Linked DNA regions of Sus scrofa: region 1 is linked to region 2. Evidence: chromatin contacts called from public HiChIP or PLAC-seq data. All regions are on one chromosome and are shown on one strand. Each heading gives the region's core, a stretch centred on a gene start, on an enhancer-like site or on the middle of the called end of the contact. The rest is flanking DNA. Distances are from core to core; before and after follow the strand shown. Region 1 overlaps LOC106509843 (a long non-coding RNA gene). Region 2 overlaps LOC106509841 (a long non-coding RNA gene).

Region 1 (5,806 bases), core at 395-2,894, 290 kb after region 2:
CCACGTCGGTGACCTACACCACAGCCCACAACTACCAGGATACCCAACCCTCTGAACAAGGCCAGGGGTGGAACCCACATCCTCATGGATACTAGTCAGGTTCACTACCACTGAGCCACAACGGGAACTCCTGTAGTAAAGACTGTGATGGGCGGGGGGTGTCTGTGAGGAAGACAGCAAAATAGCTGGTGGTTACCAGTACAGGCTCTGAGGCCTAACTGCCTGGGCTTGAATCCCAGGTTTAACAATTACTGGCTTTGTGACCTTAAGCTGTCATCTCGGTGTGACTCAATTCACCCATCTGTTAATTGGGATAAATAACAATACCTACTTCATGCAGTTGTTATAAGGATTCAGTTGCTTAATCCTCTTGTATGGTGTTAGAACAATGCCTACTGTATAGGAAATTTCCAGTAGGTTATAACTACTATGTTTGACTATATATCCATATCCAAAAAATAGATTTATGAGCTTCTATGTAAAGGTTTCATGGTGTCTGTATATCTCTTGAGTGTGAGAATGTACACATCTGTGTAACTGTGTCTTTCTATTTTGGGACTAAGTGTAGGAGACCCTCTGTGCCCAGTGATAATAAGGGCTGGTGTTCGTTTCATGTCTGCGGTGTCAGGCACTACCCCAAGAGTCCTACGAGGACTCACGTGGAAACCCACGTGAATGTAAACGGCTGAGCACGTGTTCTGACACATGTGCCAGTGAGTTCCTGTGAGGGTGGCCTGTCAGCCCTGCAGGGAGAAACCCCCAACCTGAGCGAGCTGTGTAAGAGATGAAGACCCCCCGGCCACCCAACCCCACCACAGCCTGCACGCCCACAACACTGGGGAGCGGTGGGGGGTGGGGGCAGTAAATTATACCCATCACCCACCCCCTTTCCCAGTTAGTTTGAAATGCCTGTGTCTGCTTTCCTCCAATAGGAGAGAAGCCTGGAGAGGAGTCCACCAATCATGGCCTTCCTTTCATCCTACGTCTGTCTTGGTCTTGCCCTGGCCCCAGGGAGCTCAGGGCGGGTTCCCGCTGGACTGGCCCAGCTTTTTATGGGGTGTGCCATTTTTCACTGAGTGACATCTGGTTCTGACTCACTGTGTATGGCCCTGAAAGGACAGAGTCCAACACAAACAAGATAGTGAATTATCCTCGTGGAGAAAGCCTTCCCATTTTACCTGTTGTAGTCTGTTGCTTCCGTTATCCAATATTGGTAACATTTCAAGCATAAAAGGATGTTTGAAGATTTATGAATGTGCTTTTCTTTCTTGCCTCTATGAATACGTGACCTTCATCTACCTTTGAGGCATCCGTCTCTGCCTGAGGAGAGACTAGGATGAAGTTGTGACATTGAAAGCACAGAAGAAAAATGCTGTAATATTTGGCATCTGACAGGCAAAATACAATTATGTAGTAGGTCAAGAGTCTTCTAAACCAGACCATTCACTTGAAAGCATGTTTTCTGGATGCCTTCATTTCTCCCCCTGGGTGTGATCATGGCATTTTTTTGTAACGGATGCTGAGGCAAGAAGAGAAAGTTCCATCTGCTTTGCTCTAGAGAAGAAACCCCAGTGTGGCCTCTGTCCCAGTCTCTCAGGCTGCCCTGAACCCACCCATCCTCTGCCTCCAACACCAGGGCTCCAGGGTACAGCAGAGGAGCCTCAGAAGTTCAGCTTCACAGCCAACTTCAGTTCCCACAGGCCAGGCAACCACACTGTGAGCCAGCAGGTCAACTGGGGTCAAGCTGTACAACAAGGAGATGCCACGGGGTGGGAGGGGGCACTACCAGGTTAGTGGAGGCCCCCTGGGAGGCAGCCAGGAGAACTCAGGTGCAGTGGGCTGGTCAGCTGGGGCACCACAGAGGCTCTGGCCAGACCAGGAGGGACCAGACCATGAGTTATACAAACTCAGCTTCAAGCACAATCCGTGGCCAGCAGGGACAAGGGACCTTGTGGGGGAAACCAGAAGACACCAACCCCAGGATCCCAACACCTCACTCCTGTCAGATATCACATGAGCCGCCCTTGTCTGTCCACACACCTCGGTCTCATCTTAGTGGGTGAAGATTAGGAAGGCAATCTGAAAACTGAGCACTTTTCTCTAAGAGAAACAATCTAATAGGACGGGCTAAACTATTGGGTCCCAGGACATTTAAATCAAGTTGAACATTTCACTGTTTTTCTCACTCTTCATCAGATAGGGGTTAGGGGAAAGGTCAGATTAGTTATATAACAAATAAAGAAATTACTCTTTTTTCTGCACAGATGAACTGAAGTGGGAGTGAAATTTTCAACCCTGTTGCACACACAAAAATAGAGGACTCTCCCCTGCCTCTGCTGAAATGCCAGCTGGCCCGTCCAACTAAAGACAATGATCCCAGGAGGGGACAAGTCCTGGCCTCCTCCAGGTGGTGGGACAGGTCCTGGCAGAGTAGGATGAAGCTTCCCTTCCACCCAAATGCTTACGTCAACCTTCCTGGGATCACACACAACAGGTCCCCTCCCCTTGCCCTATCTGTGGTTTTTTAAAAGAATAAGGTCTTAATTCTCTTTCCAAGGCATTTGGGCTCCAGGCCCTGGCCGCTTTCTTCCCTGAGGAGGTGGGAATGTGGAAGGTGAATTGAGAGCAGTCCAAGGTCCTACACCCTAGGTATCTGGGAAGGAGGGGTCAGGGGCGGAGAGCAGACATGCAGAGGGCGATGCTGCCACCTGCTGGAGTTCGGGGGAGAGACAGCCCAGTAGGGAACCTTGTTTCACCAGAGGAGGGGTAGGGGACCACCTCAGAATCCTGCCCTGGAATGATTCACTGTTTTTCTTCAAAATAGTGTCTCACCTATTACCCCATTTGTCATCTGGTTTGCTGGTTGGGGACAATGTCATTCATCCCATTTTATGATGAGTAAACTAATACCCAAGAAAGAGTAGAATGCTGTCTGATGTCACATGAGGAGGGCTTAAAGCCTCCTAGCCTAGAGCTGTGTCCCCAGCTCGGTACTCAGACTAGTGTGTGGGGGAAAAGAGAGGGGTCCCTTTCTGAACAAGGCTGAGAGGGCCAGTCCCAACATCCAGGGAGACAGTGTGAGGAGAAGAGGCATCTACACCCTCCTGTGGGGACTAGGGCACTGGGCGCTAATGACAACCCTGTAGTGGCTCTGGGCCTGATGTATGTCTGCAGTGATTTTATTTTCAACAGATTCACATACACATTACCATAGAGATCGTTAAAGTCAATCTGGCGTCATTTTCTGAAATGCCACAAGGGCAGGCTGGCTGCTGGGACCAATGCCTGTCCTAACTAACTGGGCCCCTCGATGTCTCAGAGGGCCCACCCCACCTGGGCCCATCACAGTCCCTGTTCAGAGTTCTCTGTCTTGTGGCCTCTCTGGTTCCCCAGATCCCGGGACCTGGACCCCAGCCCTGCCCTGCAATCTGCTGCGCAGGACTCCCCCAGTCGCAGCCTATCTACCAGAATCGCCCACATCTGACTCTCCTATGCCCTGGGATACCTGCACCTCAGACCAGCTGACAAGGGCGCCTGGACCATACCAAAGTTGGCCCCATCATGTCCCAGGTCCTCACGGCAGGGTCAGTTCCTCCAGGCCCTCTTCTCCAGCAAGGATGCAGGCTCCTTCCCAGTCCCTGTTCTGCTGTGAATAACTGTCAAGTGGGGAGACGATGGCCAGTTCAGAGCTAGGGCTGGAGTCTGAGCCCAGTGGCTTTCAAAGGCACCCCCCTCAGGTAGCCACAGCAGCCCTCAGCTCCATCTCATAACCACATCACTAACAGAAACTTCTCTGATGTGGCTTAGAGGGCAAATTAGGAAGCCATGAAAACACGATTGACGAAAAGGACTGTTGAATTGAACTCAGGACAGGCAATGACTTTCTAGGTGAAGAGATCATACAGGGAAAGACATGGCTTAACAAATCATTGAAACTTCTGAACATCAAAAACACCTCACAAGTCCCATCATGGCGCAGCGGAAACGAATCCAACTAGGAACTGTGAGGTTGTGGGTTCGATCCCTGGCCTCGCTCAGTGGGTTAAGGATCCAGCATTGCCGTGAGCTGTGGTGTAGGTCGCAGATGCAGCTGAGATCTGGCATTACTGTGGCTGTGGCGTAGGCCAGCAGCTGTAGCTCCGATTGGACCCCTAGCCTGAGAACCTCCACATGTCGTGGGTGCGGCCCTAGAAAAGACAAAAAAAAAAAAAAAAAAAACTCAAAATAAAAAGGCGAGCAGTCCCTCAGTGGAAGAGTTTTTGACAGCCTTAACGTGTTTTTTCCACATATGTCCTTTAATGCCCTTGATGATTTTTAGTTGGGAACATTAGGTTGTGCTCTTATATATTAAACAAGAAAAGCTTGCTTATTTTGAATGCTTTGAATTTTGAATCTTTGAGTATATTATCTATTGACTAAAAAAGAAAAAGATGGCATTTTCAATATAAATCAAAAAATATTTTAATTGATTCTATGTGAACAGTTTATGAAAGAAAATGTAATACTAAAAAAAATTCCTAAGGGGAACTTCTGCCCCAACCCTCAGCCCAGAAAGCAGAGAAAGTGACTAAGTGTCTCCAGCAGCACCCACCCTCTGCTTTCTGCTCCCCTGTCCCTCTTCCAAGCACCTTTCTTTCCCAAAGCCCCCCACACACACTCCCTATCCTTCTTTCCCACCCCCACCACCTGCTCTCTGATGGGCTTTGCTAAACTCACACATGCTGAGGGGCTGAGGGGCTGGCAGGCTGCCCACCAGGAGAAAGCATGAAGGAGCAGGAGGAAAACTGGAGCTATTGAGATGGGACCTTATTTTTATGTTCTTTTTTTTTCCTTTCTTTATTTTTAGGGCTGCACCCACGGCATATGGAAATTCCCAGGCTAGGAGTTGAATCAGGGCTGCAGCTGACGGCCTACACCACAGCCACAGCAACGCAGGATCTGAGCCACATTTGCAACCTACACTACAGCTTGTGGCAATGCCAGATACTTGACCCACTGAGCAAGACCAGGGAATCAAACCCACATCCTCATGAATACTAATTGGGTTCTTAACCTGCTGAGCCACAATAGGAACCCCCCCTCCTTTATGTCTTTTTTTTTTTTTTTTGTCTTTTTGCCTTTTCTAGGGCCGATCCTGTGGCACATGGAGGTTCCCAGGCTAGGGAATCTAATTGGAGCTGTAATCGCCGGCCTACACCAGAGCCACAGCAACTCAGGATCCGAGCTGCATCTGCAACCTACACCACAGCTCACGGCAACGCTGGATCCTTAACCCACTGAGCAAGGCCAGGGATGGAACCCGCAACCTCATGGTTCCTAGTCGGATTCGTTAACCACTGAACCATGACAGGAACTCCCGGAACCCCTTATTTTATGTTCTGACATTGACACTGCAGGCCAAGCCCACTGTTAAGCTGCTGATACATAGCAAATCACGACCTGGAACTGGTGTGGGCTTTGAAGAAGAGTTAAAAGTTTGTCGCAGTGTTGTTTTTTGATGAGAATTTCGAAGGCCTGAGCCCTGGGGTAGAGCTTTGGATGAGTCCTTCTATACAAAACAGGTGATTAAAGATCCAGCTCCTAAGGACCGGCATCCTCGGAGCCATTTTCCCAAAGGGCAGGGGCAACCAGAGGACGGATGGGGACCTGGCTAAGGCTCTGCCTGTGGTCAGCAGAGGGCTAACAGGCAGATGACCAGGGCCATCCCTCCCCCCAATCCAGGCCTTCACTGGATGAAACAGTCTGTGGGGCAGGAAGAGTACCTTTTCTCTGCCCAAACCCCAGCCCACTGGGGAGCAAGTCCACT
Region 2 (5,659 bases), core at 788-3,287:
TTTCTCTCACATGGCTGTGGGCCACATGTAGGTCCCTTCCCACAGCCTTCTTACCCTGTCCTTGTGGGTACACACCCTGCCCACCTGTAGTGGGGAGGCTGGCTGTAAGGGGGCAGGGCTGGGGCAGAGATGGCCAGATTAATATTCTACCTCTTGGGCTGATAAGGCCCAGGAACTTTGTCCTGGCAGACAGGCTGGAGGAGCAGGGGCTGTAGCCCCTGGTAGGGGGTTCTGGCAGGTTCCGGTGCCTGGGGCATCACTGTGGGGTGCCCGAGACTGGGGGTCAGGACTGGCATCACGTCCTCTCCCAGCTGTGGGGAGGGCTCTGCACTCCCGTCTCGGTGGACATGGTGGGGATCAAACCAAAGACTCCATGAGTTCCCGTTGTTGTGCAGCAGAAATGAAACCAACTAGGAACCATGAGGTGGTAGGTTCGATCCCTGGCCTCGCTCAGTGGGTTAAGGATCCGGCGTTGCTGTGAGCTGTGGTGTGGGTCACAGATGAGGCTTAGATCCTTCGTTGCTGTGGCTGTGGCATAGGCTGGCAGCTACAACTCTGATTCGATCCCTAGCTTGGGAACCTCCATGTGCCGTGGCTGCGGCCCTAAAAAGCAAAACAAACAAACAACCCCCCCCAAAGACTCCACAGGGCATCTCTCGGACAGGTCCGGCTGCTATCTTGAGGAAAGAGGGCTGTTATTCACAGCGGTTATAAATGCTTCGTGGAATCAGAGTGAAGTTGCTTTGAGCTTGAGCCAGAATGCTCCAATCAACCTTTGGCTCTGATAAAGATAAGAGGACCCAAGGTGATAACACACAAACCAGAAACTGTCAACAGGTGCTAATTAGGGCACTGGGTGCTGAGCCGCACCCACTACACCTGACGGAGGGGAGCGGACTCAGGTGGGGAGCCAGGGCCTGATCTGGGTGGGGGAAGATAAAGGCTCACTGCTGTACTTTCGTCTTAATGGCCTTTTTGTCACCTCCTCCATCCAAGGACTTCCCCACGCCCCTCCCCACCCCCATTCCTGCCTACCTGGCATTACATAACGTAAGACGAAAGAACAAAATACATTTGAACGTTGTGTAATAAAACATGATGGGCGTGATGTAACGCGGCGGACAGCGTCCCGAATTGGGAGCCAAGAGTCCCGGACTGTCGTCTTGCTCTGCACGACCTTGAGCCCGTCGTTACGCTGCGAACTCCAGCCACCCCACCCCCCCAACTGCCACAAAATGGGGGGTGTTGATGGGGCAGTTGTAGAGTAATCCCCCCTTGGGGTCCCTGCCAGGTCTAAAGTTCAGGCTTCTCTGCCGCAAAACCCTGCAGTCTGTGAAGCGCACGAAACATGTCGCTGGTGCCATCCCGCCACGCTGGGGTGTGTGTGACACTTGACAGAGGCACAAGTCTATCTGCGGGAGGGGGAGCCGACAGAGGGCTCGGAGGTGAGGACAGGTCTCAGAGCTCCTGGAATCCCTCTCTCTGTCTGAGCCAGAGGTCACCGAGCCTGCTGCCTGCTCTTGGGGCACTCAGGCTATTTTTAACTCGGTGCCCCTTAAATAAACATGGCATCGGGCTGATGGCTGAGTCCCCTCCCCCCCAAGTGGACGCACAAACTGAAGTGGCCACCGAGAAGTGACCCAGGGTGCTGAGCCAGGGCTCCCTGTCTTCAGGTGCACGCTGGGCCCACTCAAGCCAGAGGAGCTCCTGGGGGGACCAGCACCACCCCTGTCGCATGTTCAGCCCGGCACAGATTCTACCTCCCATCAGCAAGGCCCATCCTGAGAGCAGGGCAGGGGCTTGCCACTCTCTTCCTGGGAAAAGAGCTGGACAGGGAGAAATGCAGGGATGGGGTGCAGGGGGGAGACGTGGCCGGAAAGTGGGACGAGGGCCCAGACCGGCCTTCCTCTGGTCAGCTTCCCCAGGCAGCAAAGGGTTACCTGCACGGCCAGCTTGCCGGGCTCAGAGCTGGGCAGTGACTCAGACCTGGGCCCGCCCACCTGCTCTCACGGGGCCAGTGACACAGGAGAAGGGCACACATCAGTGCTCCGGGGCTGAAGTAACAAGCTCAACAGAACTCACTCCAGGGGGCAGGGGCTCTAGGCTAGAGGTCTGCTCGTCCTGTCCCCGGGGGAGGGGGGCACTGGCCAGGGCGAGGGCAGGGGCGCTCAGGAACGGGGGAGTCCCAGGAAGGTGGTACCCAAGTGAATGTTGAAATATGGATAGAAACGCATCCCTCTGTCCCTCTGTATGTAGCCTTGCTCAGCTGCAGTTTCCTCACCTGAACAAGGCTGGCTAGTAGTGCTCAGATGCTGAGAGCTGACTCAGGGAGGTGGGAGGGAGGGTGTTTTTCAGGCAGAGCCAATGGGGTATACATGGGGGTAAAGACAGAAGAAAATGAAACACCCCAAACCTAAGCCCTCAGACTGATCCTGGAAAGCGGCGTGGAGCCCAGCTTGTGCCTCTGTGTGCTGGGACGGGAACTGGCTTCGGGAAGATGCGGGGCTGGCCACGCAGCCACTGCCAAGTCCAGCCAGGGAGGGGGCCCATTAGGGCAGAACCAGGAGCAGAAATCCCCAGGGCTTGACCATGGCTTCCCAAGATTGAGTCAGGGGTCAAGGTTTTGCATATGGAGGTTCCCAGGCTAGGGTTCGAATTGGAGCTGTAGCTGCCAGCCTACACCACAGCCACAGCAATGCAAGATCTGAGCCACGTCTGCAACCTACACCACCGCTCACAGCAACACCGGATCCTTAACCCACTGAGTGAGGCCAGGGATTCAACCCGCTTCCTCGTGGATCCTAGTCGGATTCGTTTACCACTGAGCCACAACGGGAACTCTTTGGCTACTTTTATTGTGAGGCTAGTGTAGTGGGGGGAGGCTTTGAAGTGCTGCAGAGGAGGAGTCTAGGGGTATGTGTTTGTGTGCAAGAGAGAGAGGACTGTAGTGCTGAGGCATATTCGAAGGATCGAGTCCCCTCAGCAGCCAGTATCTGTGCCTGTTCTAGGGAGGGAGCCAGAGGCACAGACCCCTTTCCCAGGCCTCTGGTCCTGCTCTCTGGTACCAGGAGGTGTTGGGGCCTCTGCAGGAGAGGCCAGGAGGCCACACCCCACAAGACTGTTCTGGTTCAGCCTGGCACCTGCACTATTTCATCTCTAGTAAGAGTGTGGCTGAATGTGAATGGGGGTGCGTGTGTGTGTGTGTGTGTGTGTGTACGCACATGTGGCATTTCGAGATCAAAGAATGCTTAGAAGTTCCTGCTAAAAGGTCAGGCCAGTGAGGAGTGAGGGCCTGGCCCGTCTCCTCAGGCCCTGGCATAGGACACAGCCTTCCCACCCAAATCTGCTGGGCCTCAGGGGCATCAGAAGCTGACGGGCCTCTGACTCAGGCGGAGCCAGAAGGAGGGGCTGGAAGTGCCAGGCTGAGGAGGGGCAGGTTAGTCATCCGCTGAGCGCAGGCAGGACATTGAGCTTCGGGCGAGAGGCTTTCCTGCCACCGAAACAACAGCCAGGGCTGGGGCCAGGGGTCACCACGCAGGATAGGACGAGCTCTTGGGGTCCCTGAGCAGGAGGACGAGGTCCTGGTGCCTGAGCCCAGGTCCAGGAAGGTCTTTGGGGATTTGCTGCAGCGCTGTGTTGCTGGCAGCTCACGGGCAGGCTGCTCGTCTGTCCGTGCAGAGCGGCGAGCCTCCAGGGGCAGGTCCACAGCACCCAGCACAGGGCTGGGCCCCGCAGGAACACACTCCCTGGTCATGGGGTGGGACTGAGCAGAGCTGAGACAAGAGTGCTGGAGACCCGAACTCCTCTGAGGCCAAGAGGACACACCAGGATGGGGAAGGAGCTGCGAGTGTCCCATCTGCCAAGGCCTCTGCCATGGAGAAGAGGAACGGCCCCGATACCCCAGGGATGCTCCAAGCTTCCTGGCCCCAAGACAGGGACTGTGGGTAGGACCCTCCTCAGCTTATGCCAATTCTGGCTGCACAGGCCCCGTGGAAAATCTCCCCTGAAAGAAGCTGTCTTGGAGCTTTCCAGGAATGCTGGCCCCAGGGGCGGAACTAGGGTGGCAGCCGAGGGGAGAGGCATAGGGTGGTATGTTCCAGAATAGACTTGGATCCAAATACGAGAGCACTGTGTTCCCACAGGCCTGATGCCTGGCTGTGGAGGAACCAGGAGGTCACCGATGTGCCTGGCAGCACCAGGATGAGGCAGACTGTGTGTGTGTGTGTGTGTGTGTGTGTGTGTGTGTGTGTGTGCCAGAGAGAGAGAGAGGCAGGGCTGGGAATGACCTGTAATGTCACATGTCCATGCCTCTGGTGCCAAAGGCAACCAGGACCAAGTAATCTCATGTTTACTTTAAAAAAAAAAAAAACTATAAAAAGAGACATAGTATGGTATAGTGGTTAAAAGTGTGGAACCAGTCTGGGTTTGAATCCGGATTCCTCAAGCCACTCCTGGCTGCTGTGATTTTAGTATATTGGTTCCTCTATCTCTGTGCCTTGGTTTCCACCCCTGTGAAGTGGGCATCAGAATAGTTATCTACCTTGTAGGGTCCCTGCGGGGATTACAAATAAAGTGCTGAGAAAAGAGCCTGACTCGGTGAACCCTGTCCGGGTGTGACTGGCCCTTCTAAAGGAATGAAACTCCATGTCAATCAATCAATCAGTGCCAGCCCAGGCCCAGGCCAGGGTGAGATCTGGCCAACGGAGCCCAAATGGGGCGTGGAAGGGCTGCCAGCGTTAGCACATCCCGAGTCCCCAGACCTGCTGAGTTGGCAGAGGGTCTGCCCTGGGAATGTCCAGCCCTAAATAAAACCCTAGAAAAGTGCCTGGGTTTCCCAAGGTGTTGGTAGGTGGAGGGAACAGGGGGTTAGGAGACCCTGGCTTTAGCTTGAGGTCTCCTTCTGTGGCCTGATAATCTCCCTTGCCCTTGTTGGAGGGCTGGGCCTGGCTGACTGGTCAGTTGTGCATCTTTTCTATGGCAAGTGGAAGCTCAAGGGTGCAGGGCTCCCTCCCTCTATGGGATGGCTGAGACAAATGTGTGCTTGTGGGGTTCAAAGCCCCCAGCCCAGAGTTGCTCCCCTGCTCTGATTAGAATTCCACAGCAGCTAGTCCGCACCAGCCTATTAGGCACTATTTTTTTTTTTTTTTTTTTTGTCTTTTTAGCACCATACCTGCAGCATATGGAAGTTCCCAGGCTAAGGGGTCGAATTGGAGCTACAGCTGCCGGCCTGCACCACAGCCACAACTACTAGGGATCCGAGCCATGTCTGTGAGCTACACCACAGCTCACAGCAATGTAGGATCCTTAACCCACTGAGCAAGGCCAGGGATTGAACCCGCGTCTTCATGGCTACTAGTCGGGTTTGTTAACCACCGAGCCATGATGGGAACTTTAATTATGCACTATTCTTAGCTGATTTATATTCCTAATGATTTCACCCAGCTGGTAAGTTGGTCAGTCAGTCAACAAACATTTAGGCCCTGTTGTGTGTCCCACTGTTAAACTTTAGGTATGCAGAGATCTGTCTTGAATGATAGGTCTGGTATGTGGGGTTCAGGAGTGAAATGGGGAAAGGGTTCCTAGTTGCAGGAATAATGTGGATCCAAGCATATGAAAGGAGAGAACCCCCCTAAGGTGTCAGATGTTGCTGGATGGAGGG

Evidence for each region. HiChIP or PLAC-seq counts read pairs in DNA pulled down with a chosen protein or histone mark.
Region 1: a contact with region 2 is called in an H3K27ac HiChIP or PLAC-seq map of skeletal muscle. The contact joins two enhancer-like sites. A contact is called at or near these places in 2 of 2 datasets of contacts at active chromatin or transcription factors (alveolar macrophages and skeletal muscle).

Annotation. Positions count from the first base shown.
Region 1 is chr3:97,548,412-97,554,217 of Sscrofa11.1, forward strand. The region is part of intron 2 of LOC106509843 (a long non-coding RNA gene); the gene reads right to left. Among named protein-coding and RNA genes, the nearest start is that of TRNAI-UAU, 16 kb to the right of the region's middle. Within about 2 kb of position 1,645, at least 30 of the 83 cell types and tissues checked have an H3K27ac peak or open chromatin away from gene starts, as enhancers often do. A contact at or near this core is called in skeletal muscle, where this site is marked.
Region 2 is chr3:97,257,699-97,263,357 of Sscrofa11.1, forward strand. The region is part of intron 2 of LOC106509841 (a long non-coding RNA gene); the gene reads left to right. Among named protein-coding and RNA genes, the nearest start is that of ZFP36L2, 60 kb to the left of the region's middle. Within about 2 kb of position 2,038, at least 27 of the 83 cell types and tissues checked have an H3K27ac peak or open chromatin away from gene starts, as enhancers often do. A contact at or near this core is called in skeletal muscle, where this site is marked.